Regions from separate parts of the Gossypium arboreum genome. Here region 1 is linked to region 2. The links are chromatin contacts, called in public Hi-C maps. All regions are on one chromosome and are shown on one strand. The core of a region is the stretch at or near the end of the contact, and the rest is flanking DNA. Distances in the headings are between cores, read along the strand shown. Region 1 holds the start of LOC108480406 (putative methylesterase 14, chloroplastic). Region 2 holds the start of LOC108480746 (protein SAWADEE HOMEODOMAIN HOMOLOG 1).

Evidence for each region. Hi-C and Micro-C count contacts between places; a contact is called where the count stands out from the background.
Region 1: a contact with region 2 is called in a Hi-C map of leaf, with 3 times the contacts expected there. The contact joins the promoter of LOC108480406 here to the promoter of LOC108480746 in region 2. A contact is called at or near these places in 2 of 5 Hi-C or Micro-C datasets (both in leaf).

Annotation. Positions count from the first base shown.
Region 1 is chr10:8,591,101-8,596,618 of ASM2569848v2, reverse strand. LOC108480406 (putative methylesterase 14, chloroplastic) reads left to right here and starts at 2,614. Exons shown (of 6, transcript XM_053020455.1): 1 at 2,614-2,914; 2 at 3,229-3,454; 3 at 3,995-4,234; 4 at 4,315-4,458; 5 at 4,547-4,681; 6 at 5,255-5,518. The coding sequence starts at 3,299. LOC108480150 (tRNase Z TRZ3, mitochondrial) reads left to right here. Exons shown (of 12, transcript XM_017783042.2): 12 at 278-627. The coding sequence ends at 586.
Region 2 is chr10:8,350,064-8,355,561 of ASM2569848v2, reverse strand. It overlaps LOC108480746 (protein SAWADEE HOMEODOMAIN HOMOLOG 1), which reads right to left and starts at 3,030. Exons shown (of 9, transcript XM_017783839.2): 1 at 2,815-3,030; 2 at 2,507-2,592; 3 at 2,390-2,435; 4 at 2,159-2,294; 5 at 1,528-1,588; 6 at 936-987; 7 at 618-761; 8 at 420-539; 9 at 1-277. The coding sequence starts at 2,865. The coding sequence ends at 233.

The DNA of each region.
Region 1 (5,518 bases), core at 1,365-3,864, 240 kb before region 2:
CCATCACCTTCCTTAGATAATACAATGCAAGTTTGTAAATTTAAACATACTTTCATGGAGGACATGACATACAATTAAGATATTTGATTAGTGCATTCAGATGCATTCGTATTCTCCATGTCTATCTGGTGTATAATCCAACTATTTAGGGTTCTTTAGTGGTTATTCAGCTTTGAGTTTAATTTGAAACTGGATCTCTTTTGTACTTGCATTAACCATCACCGTCACATTCTCAAAGCTAATTTGATTGACCAGCTTACACTTGATCATATTACAGGCAACTTTTGAGGATGGTTTGGTTGATGAGGCCATTGCTAGAAACCACAGCACAACCAAGGAAGCCATTGAAGTGGGGAACTCCGCTGGTGCTTACCGCATCGTCCTAACCCATTTCAGCCAAAGATACCCGAAAATTCCTGTATTTGATGAGACACACATGCACAAGACATGCATTGCTTTTGACATGATGAGTATTAACATAGCAGATTTGCCAGTGCTTCCCAAAGTTCTTCCATATCTTAAATTGCTTTTCAGAAATGATGTAGGAGTTGATGAGTCGGATGATATCCTAGATGCTGTGGTGTAAGCTTCTTGACATATAATGAATTAATTCTTTTACCATTTCCATATTTCTCTCATAATTTAAGAAGACCTTACATTGTTCATACCACTACCAGTTTTTAATTGTTTTAAGCTTGTCCATCACAGTTTGTAACCCTGGTGTCAAAGAGGAGTTGCCTGGGAAACAAATAGTAGCAAGTTTAAAAGATTGTGCCAATGATCTTTTAGTGATTGGTTAGTACTGAAAGAAGAAACCATAGAAGGAGAATATTACATAATCAAATTGGTAATATTCCAGCACTGAAAAATCTGAGTAGTTGAGTAAAGTTTAAGCTTCTAATGGATGAATCATGAATTGTCTTTTGTCTCACTTGGGGTTTCCATCTTATACTAAAAATTAAATAGAAATACAATAGCCATATGGTTTGGTCAAACACCACGATATTATTATTGGTTCTAAGGTCATCATTAAATTAGGCTCATAAACTAATTGAGGATCGAGGCAGGGACCTAAAACAGACAAAATTAATTGTGGTACATTTAACTTCACCCGCTTATACAAAATTAGACCAAATAAAATGTGGAAGACGCTCTGTTTATTCTACTATTTAAATTGGTTGTTGAATCCTAATCCTCTCTCTTTCTCACTAGGACCAGCAATAAAATCTAAAAATTTAAAGAAATTAGATCCATGGTTTAGAAGTTTAAATATCAGAATCAGCACTTTGGTGATTGCAAGGATTGTCATAAACCCCTAATTTCCCATTTATAGATTCAATTTTCAGTTCATATATGGAGAAAAAGAGGGTAAAAAGAGCAGACTCAGTTTGGTGGGTAGGAGAGGATAACTACAAAGCGATCTAATTAAAGAAAGAGGCCACACGGTGTTGGAATTGCTTGTACGAAGGGGGTTTTATTGAAAAGGGAATGAAAAAAAATGTTTGTTACGAGAAGGTAGGTTAAGATTTTCTGTAATCAATATTTTTTTCGCTTTAATTTTAAGGTCTAATAGGCTCCCTAAAACGGAATTTTTAAAATTTGGCTCTTCATAATTTATAAAATTTTAAGTTAATATATGATAAAATTATATTTGGGCCCATAAAATTGAAAAAATTATGATTTAATCTTTTAAAATATTATAAAGATATATATTATTAAAATAATAAAATTACATTTTAACTCTCATAAAAATATATAATTTAATTCAACCTCCCAAAAATTTCTATCTTTACTTTTGAATTTAGTCTCGCCTAATTTAAAAATTAACACTATAAATTAACTTCATTAAAATTAGATATGCTTTATCAATTAAATTTTATTTTAAATATTAAAATGTCACATATTCAAATTCAAGATTAATGGTACTATAAAAGATATCATTGATGATCAACTCCACATCACAAGATAATAACGATACATGGTTTGTTTTGAAATTGTGCAAATTATATTTTAAATAGCTCAAGTTTAAGGTTTTTTTTTTCTTTCATTCTTTTTTGTTTTGTGTGTCTTCTAATTAAGTACATGTAATTTGGCGCTTTATAATTTATAAAATTTTAAATTGGTAATAAAAAATTATACTTTGGTCCTCATAAAATATAAATTATTAAAATGGTAAAATTATTTTTTATTATCATAAAATATACAATTTAATTCCACCCTCTCCCCAAAATTTCAAGCTCCGTCAGTTTAAATATCAATATTAAAGCTAAACTCAAATACTAATCTAAATTTAAAAAATTTAAATACCAAATAATATATTAACCTTTTAAATACTAAACCTTCCTCTCCTTTCATACAGGAACTTAAAGCAAAGCGTGCCCCACAAGTTAAACAAACCTCTTTACTATTTTAGTCCATTTAAGACGTCCACCACATCAACTTCTTCTATAATTAAAATTAGATTGGCTCCACAACCTAAATACAATTACAAAAACAAATATTTATATTAATATTGTTAGAACTCAAAATCAATGAATAAAATACAAGACAAAACAGTGACTGCTCCTTCAACTCAAACCACATAATACTATAAGTATTATAATTATAATAATCATCTACCATGCAAGGGAGGGGGGGGGGGGGGTGTGTTTGATAAAAACAATCCAAAAATAAGACAAATGTCTCTCCTACTTACCCCAACCAAACTCTTTTCATTTTGTATTGAACACCATTTAGCAGTAAAACTGGAATAACCCCAAATCAACGGTCAACAAACAGTATAAATAACATTTCTTCATTTTGTAGACAAAGAGAGCAAAGCATTCAAAGTCTCTGTCTTTACCGTTGATAGAATTTGTATCCAAACCACAATAAATGTCACTTAATTTTAGTTGGCTGCCTCTGAATTAAGCAGGTCTCAACACATTTGTTTAATGTTTTTTTTTTATGCATTTATAACCTACTTCTTCTAACTCTTTATTTTTCTCCTCTTTCTTCTTATCTCTTTTTTCAACGATTTCTAAATATAAATAATGAAATCTTGAAGCTGAAAGGTTTTTGCTGTATACTAATTTTTGCTCACTGAAAAAAAACCCATCTTTCCTGGGGAATCTCTTGACTTTCTTCAACTTTCCTGGCAGAAATGATCCTTTAGCTTTCTGGGTTGTGTTAAAAAAAAAAAAAAACCTGTTTTGAGGTGTTGTGAAGAATGGGTAATATCATTTACAGGAGAAAGAAGGATAGCAAAGAAAATAATGGATCAAGAAGTAGGAGAACTGGGGGAAGGTCTCAGAGGAAAATGGCTGCAGAAGAAGAGCTTTTGCATAGGCAAGCTTTGTCTATGGTTCTTCATCAGCACCAATTGTCTCAGAGATTTGATGGATCCATGTCCAGGAGAATTGGCTCTACCAGCTCTAGAAGACACACTGATCCATTAGCTAATAATGAAAAAAAGGTGGTTTTTTTTTATTACTATTAATTGTTATTGAATACCGATATTAAATTACTTGGTGTGTTTCCAACTTTTCATCTCTAATCATTGTGTTAATTACTCTTTTAGTTGACTGGATCTATGCTGAAAAAGTGAGGTTTTGATGATTGATTGTAGAACAAGAGCAAAATATTGAGAGAAAAAAAAGATGCCAATCATGGTTCACTTCTTTTGCTTTTTCATTGAATAAGGGAAAATATTTAACCGATTCACTGTGCTTTGAGCTTTATATCTTCAAAGTAGATTCCAAGTCTCTAATACAATTTAGTTGAGAAGATAAAGATATCTTCTTCTTCTTTTTTCTGCTTTATTTTATTTTAATCCAATTTCAAAGTTTAAAAAAGAGGTCTTTTGTTATGGTCAATGTCAATGTAAAGGCAATCTGGGAACCATTCTTTATTTCTATTTGTGGATCATGCTCTCCATGAAAGCTTGTGAAAAAGGTCAGTGATAAACTTAATGAAAGCTAGGTGATTTGTGATACTATTTTCATGTTATTTGCAGGTGGTGGAGTCTCTTGAAAATATCAAGTTTAGAAGAGTTGTTCTGATACATGGAGAAGGGTTTGGAGCATGGTGTTGGTATAAAACAATTGCTCAGTTGGAGGAAGTGGGTCTTTTACCTACTGCTATGGATCTGACCGGTTCCGGTATTGATCTGACAGATACAAACACTGTCACTACATTAGCTGAATATTCAAAACCATTGATTCAATATCTAGAGGCCCTTCCCGAAGACGAGAAGGTAAGTGAGTATATTTGATATTCTCATGCATTTTATTCATCTGCTATGTTAATAATTTTGATTTCATGAATTATATGAAGGTTATTTTGGTGGGTCATAGCAGTGGAGGTGCTTGCCTTTCTTATGCATTAGAAAATTTCCCAGAAAAGATCTCCAAAGCAATCTTCCTTTGTGCTACAATGGTGTCTAATGGTCAGAGACCTTTCGATGTGTTTGCAGAAGAGGTATTTTTATCGATGCCTTGTTGCCGTTTCTTGTACATCAAGTAATTACATTAAGTCTATGTTACTTCAACTCTTCATTTTGTTGCAGCTTGGTTCTGCTGAACGTTTCATGCAAGAGTCAGAGTTTTTGATTTATGGAAACGGAAAAGATGAGCCACCTACAGGGTTCATGTTCGAGAAACAGTTAATGAAAGGGATATATTTCAACCATTCACCAACAAAGGTACTTTTACAGCCTTACAGGTCAAGAACATCATACCAGTGAACCTCGTAAATCTTGAATATCCATTTTTTTTTCCCTTTGCAGGATCTCCACCATTCTGTAAGCTAGATGTTTAAGATTTATTGTTCTGCTTATTCATTTGTGGCAACTGAACAACGGTTATTGAAGTTGTATTGGAAATAAGAGCACCATAGAATTAAATGTTTGAAGCTTTAGCTATGAAGTATGCATATTATGGCCATTTTTGGGCCAATCAATGTTGTGTATGTCACTTCTGTTATTTGGTGTAGTCTTACATTATGGTTAATGAAATCTAGTGCTGCAATCGTTTGCATGGACAACGTAACATGAAAGGAGTTATATCATTAGACTTTTTGAACAAGAGGTGATATATGTCAAAACTCAAGATACCGTAGTTTCTGATGATTCGTGTTGGTTTTATTGGTGAATATTACGTTGCATTTTAACATGTTAATACCATGCTCGAGTCTAAATGTTGTGTGCTCGAGTCTAAATGTTGTGTGCATTTATAGAATCATATTATTCTAACATGATATTTGGTTTCTATTCCAGGATGTAGCTTTAGCCATGGTTACCATGAGACCTACTCCACTGGGTCCTATAATGGAGAAACTGTCACTGTCCCCCGAGAAGTACGGAAGTGGACGGCGGTTCTACATTCAGACATTGGATGACCGAGCTCTTTCACCAGATGTGCAAGAGAAACTAGTAAGAGAGAACCCACCAGAAGGAGTTTACAAGATTAAAGGGAGTGATCACTGCCCATTCTTCTCAAAGCCTCAGTCGCTTCACAAAATTTTAATAGAAATTGTTCAG
Region 2 (5,498 bases), core at 1,781-4,280:
CTTTTCATCATAGACTTCAATGAAGGCTTACATTAAACTTACAAATTGCTCATCAAAGGAGAGACGTATTCCTCCTTACGAACTACATCACTCCCTCAATAAGAAAATGCCGTTTTAAGAAGCTTGGATGAAGGCCCCTGACATCTCTTGTTTGCGAAAAATGTAAACACCAACTCATTGAAGAGTTGTTTACGGTTAATTTCGTCAATTTGTTTCTGCACAACTTCAGCTTTTAAGTAATAGGCCTGCGACATATCCTCTCCAGCGAAACATTTTCCTGGTGTGTATAACCAAGATAAATGAATGCGTGACAACATTAGTATGATTAAAACATCAAGTTGCAGCTATCCGTAAGGTGGATGGACACAAGCCAAAACAAAGAGAGGAGATGGAAGAGTGTGGTTATTGAGTTTGTATACCTCAGAGTAGTCATGGTCATAGCAGACCACGAATATGCATGTACATCCTTTATCATCATGTGTCTGCCTTTGAATATCCACAACATGCGCATCACAGTAGAGTTGATAATACTCTCTATCCTAATAGATCAACAGAGGTGCCGAGTGATTCAAATGGCCACCAACATCTAATCAAATAAGATAGTAAAAGGAAAATACCAGGTAGCACAGCACAAGGTCCCCAATATTAACCATACCACATTCCGAAGGTTCTAAAGGAATAGATCGTTCACGCACTGCAGTTTCTACATTCACCCACTCATCCTCTGCTTTATCAAATCCAGCAAACCGTACACGTACTTCCTACAATATATAACAGGTCATATGCATTAATAAATACTTGCAGTCTCCTTTTTTATAGTTAACTATAACCAGTAACAAAGGAACCAACAAAGGAAAGCATTAAAACAAGCACAGTAAGATACAGGAGCCTGCTACTTTATATCATAAAATACAAAACCGGTACAAGAATCTTACAAGTTCACCATTACAAAGGACCCTATAGTTGAGAAATGTTTCAACATCATACCTGAAAGCCAAAGAAATATTAGTCACATGCACTAGTTTAAGCCGCAAGGACCTTCATAAGATCCAAAAATAGTTTGGGTTTTGTCCTAATTCTATTAAAATAAAGATTCAATAGAATTACAACGTCTATATGTCCAGCCAAAAATTTGGAAGGCCAATCCAAAATCTATATCACACATCATTGGATCCTAAGTGCACCTCGTCCACAAATACAAGCCGCAATATCACTTCATTTCTTTACTATTTCCGGCTTTCTTAGTTTCTTTTCTATTCATCTGGGAGATTAATCTTTACCATAAATGTCCATGATTCCACACAACTTGACTAATAAGGGGTGCTTTATTAGATTCCTATTTTGGACATCCTCTTAGCATTCTTGATAAATTAGATACTGAAATCCAATCTAAACCTGAAATTTCGAGTCAATAATTTACTTCAAGATATAATAGCGAAGGTGTAGGCTTATAATGGCTTCTCTGAAGGTTAGACAAAAAACATTTGAATGACTTTTGCATGCCTTCATCAATATAGTCTTCCTCACCATGCATAATCTTTTGCTGATCTGGCTTCAAATGACAACTCCTTAAGGTCTTCAACTGTACCTGCATTAAAATGAATACAAGAAAATCCATACAGTTTCAGTTTCAACCAAAAAATAGAAGAACTTTGCAAGTTGGATAAAACACTACTTTTAAAATTTTGTGCTATTCATGATAGTGATAATTGTAACCATCGCCTCCAATTGTATATGTATATATGGTTGCTTGGCCTTAGAAATGAACCAACTTGAATGGTAGCTTTGGCTCGATTAGTTGACATAATTCAGTCAAGAATGCAGGCTAATCATAATAGTAATCTCTGCTTCTAAACTGAGTTTGAAAGAAGGGTATTAACATCAGCCTAATTTATGACAAGTAGCGGTCAATCGATAATGGTTAAACTATCAGACATTCATTTCATTCTTTTCGCTATGCAAGTTTTAAAATATTCCTTTTAGCACTTGTAAAACTTCAAACTTTATGAAAGTGACATCTTGATGTAGCAGCTAGCAAGTAAAGCTAGACAAAGCTAGGTCATATAGGATGAATCAAGCAACAATTCCCGAGTAACCATAAGATATTTACCGATAAATTAGACTAAAAAAATGTAAACTATGATGCCAACAAGTAAACCTTTTCGCTTTTGCATGACCTCTAGCGGTTTGCTTGAATCTTCACCAGAAAGATCAACAAATAGCTTTAAGGCCATTGCTGATGACTCTTGCTGAGTTTGTACCTCCATTTGTTTTTCTTGGAAAAAAAGTTGGACCTAAAAGACAAAAAGAGAGAGAGAGAGAGAGAAGATTTGTGAATGCCATTATGAACTTAACATGAAATCCGTAGGTACAATGAAATAAAACAAACCTGTTGCCATGTTATAGTAGATTTTCCAAGACGGTTTGAAGAGCAACTGTAAGAACAAAAAAACCCAAAGTAAGGAAAAAATAATAATCTTTTTATTTATAAAATAGAAAAAATCACCTGAATCTGGTAGCTAGATTGTTGCAGAATTCCTCATTAAGCGTTTCATCTCCTATTGCCTTGTACTTGTTCTCCATTTCCAGAATCTTTTAATCAGAGGGGAAAAAATGAGGATGTTTGGGAGATTAAAGAGGGAAAATCAAGAGGAACAATACAAAAGGGGAATTCAAAGAGAGGAAGGCGCTTCCATTTATGCGATGATCAAAACAGAAAGATTAAGCATAGGTAGAGAGGGAATTGAGGGTGGTCAAGAAGTTAGAAAAAAAAAAGAGGGGAAATGAAGAGGCCGAAGAGAGAGAATTACTTACCTCAGCTAAGGTGAATTCAGAAAGGGAATCCCATGAATCGTTGTCCACCATGTCTGACCAAAATCTGAAAAATCTTTGCCGTCGACACGACAGACACAGAATCTTCAAAAGTAACTTGGGTTTTGTTTTGAGGTTTACTTCTACTATTATTAGTATGTAATATGTCGGAGGTTTTTAATTTTATTGCTATCTTTTCAGCGAGTATGGACACTCAAACCTGGCCCAACCCAATTCTTTTCCATTGAATTTTTCTTTTTTCTTTTTAATTTTTTAACCAAGCATAGAGTCCACCATCTCTTCTTCTTTCGAGCTAAATATTGATGGAACTCACATTCCGTATTCAGTATTGGCATTTTCGGCAGCAATAGCAAAAGATGAATACTGTAGATGAATGTGAAGATAGGATATGCTAATTGCGATAGAATTATTGTTGAAATTGGAGGTACTCTAACTGTCGAAATCTTTCTTTTGAAAACGGAGTTATTTTTATTTTGAAAATGAAAAATAAAAAAAAAAGTCACGATCAATTTTTTTTATGAAGTGTGATTGGATCACATCATAATTTGATCATTTTAATAAGAGATTTGATTTCTTAAAATGATATTTTTAGTTTACGAAAATTTAGAAAATAAGTTCGGGAGTCAGTTACGTACGAGGAAGGATTAGCACCCTCGTAACGCCCAAAATTAGTACCTAGTTGATTAATTAATGTCTTAGCCTCGAAAGTCGAAAATTTGAAAAAAAATTTAAAATACGATCCTTTTTTGCATTATGCATTTTAAATAAAATCTCTTGAATTACTGAAAACATGTAAAAGGACCTTTTTTTTCGAAGTAATTAACATGTCATTTCCCGTAAGTTAGGATACGACACATTAAATCCCTGAAAATAAGTTGTCCTTTTACTTTATTATTTGATCGAATCTCATGTATTTAAAAATTTAAAGGATGTTCGATTATTTAGGATTAACGAGAAAATCGAAACCCCGTAAGTTATGGTACAACTTCTCAAATCTCCAAATACGAAACATTGGCTATTTTGAAAACCTTTTTTTGAATAATATCAAACGTAATATTTAAAACAATGTATTTTTCTTATTCGGGATATAACATAAAACGGCTTATTATTGAATAATACATTTAAATGTGATTTTTTGACGTGATTTTAACGAAATGAGATAAGAAAACGAAACGATGATATAGAAAACGAAATGACGTATACTAATAAAAACAATTTACAAGCATCACATAATGTACACTATTTTAACAATAATATGAACAATCAAAGATAAATGAAATAGATAGTAACAATGGTAATAATACCAAAGCATACACATAAAAGGACAACACCAACTTAAAAACAAAGAAATAAATAAAATAAATACATAAATAATGTAAGAGAAAATAGTTTATAAAAGTATTGAAAATATAAAACCAAATTAAAATATAAATGAAATTTAAAGGTACAATTTGGAATAAAATATATAAATAAATGAAATAATAAAATAATAATAATAATATATGTACAAGTAAAAAAAAATCTAATTTTAAAGGTATAAAAAGGGTAATAAATAGATAGACTTTAGAGATGTGCATGAACCGGGCGGCCCGGCCCAGCCCGAAGGCTCACCCAAAAAATAGAAGGGTTTGGGTAAAAATATAAGCCCGAAAAATAGGCTTGGACAAAAACGAGGCCCATTTAGAAAAGCAGCTGGGCCCCGGGTAAGATTTTTTTTTTGCTCAGGCTCTACTGATTTTAATATTAAATTATTTTTAATATTTTTATTTTAATTTTAAGTAACTTTAGTACTTTGACTTTACTTTTTTGTTGTTTTTAATGTTACTTTGATATTGTAAAACTTTTGTTATTAATATAATTTGGTTCTTAATTTAGTTCTAATTTGTTTCAATTTTTAATTTTAATATAATTACTTTTTATTATATTTTTAATTTATGTATTATTTTAAGAATTATTTTAGTCTCATTTTTATTTGTTTTTTATTTTAATATTTGTTTTATGTTTTTAAATGTATTTGATTTATTATATTTTAAATTTTTTATTTAATAAAAAATAAAAAATTTAATATGGTCGGTAAGTGTTGTGGCCTACTATTTTTTCCTGCAGGCTTGGACAAATTTCTAGACCCATATTTGGCGGGCGGGCCCTGCATTGAAAATGGGCAGAATTTTTTGTGGGCCCGACCCTGCCCATGCACACCTCCAAGATAGAGGTGATCATGGGCCGAGCTGGGCCGGGTTCGGGTCGGGCCCATACAAAATTTTAGGCCCGTCTACTAGGCCGGGCCCGAAATATGGGCTTAAAAATTTGTCCAAGCCCGATCCAAAATAAAATTGCTAAGCCCGAGCCCAACCCGGCCCGACCCATATTAATTTTTTTCTTATTTCATTAAATAAAAAAATTTAAAAATATAATAAATCAAATATATTTAAAAACATAAAAACAAATATTAAAACAAATAAAATGATACTAAAACAATTATTAAAACAATACATAAATTGACAATATAATAAAAATGGTTTTATTAAAATTTTAAAATGATTAAAATAAAATAAAAATATATTAATATATAATTAATTTGGGCCGGGCCAAAAACTCTTACTCGAGGCTGCCCGTTTTCTAAAAGGGCCTTTTTTTGCCCAAGCCATTTTTTAAGGCGAGCCTTG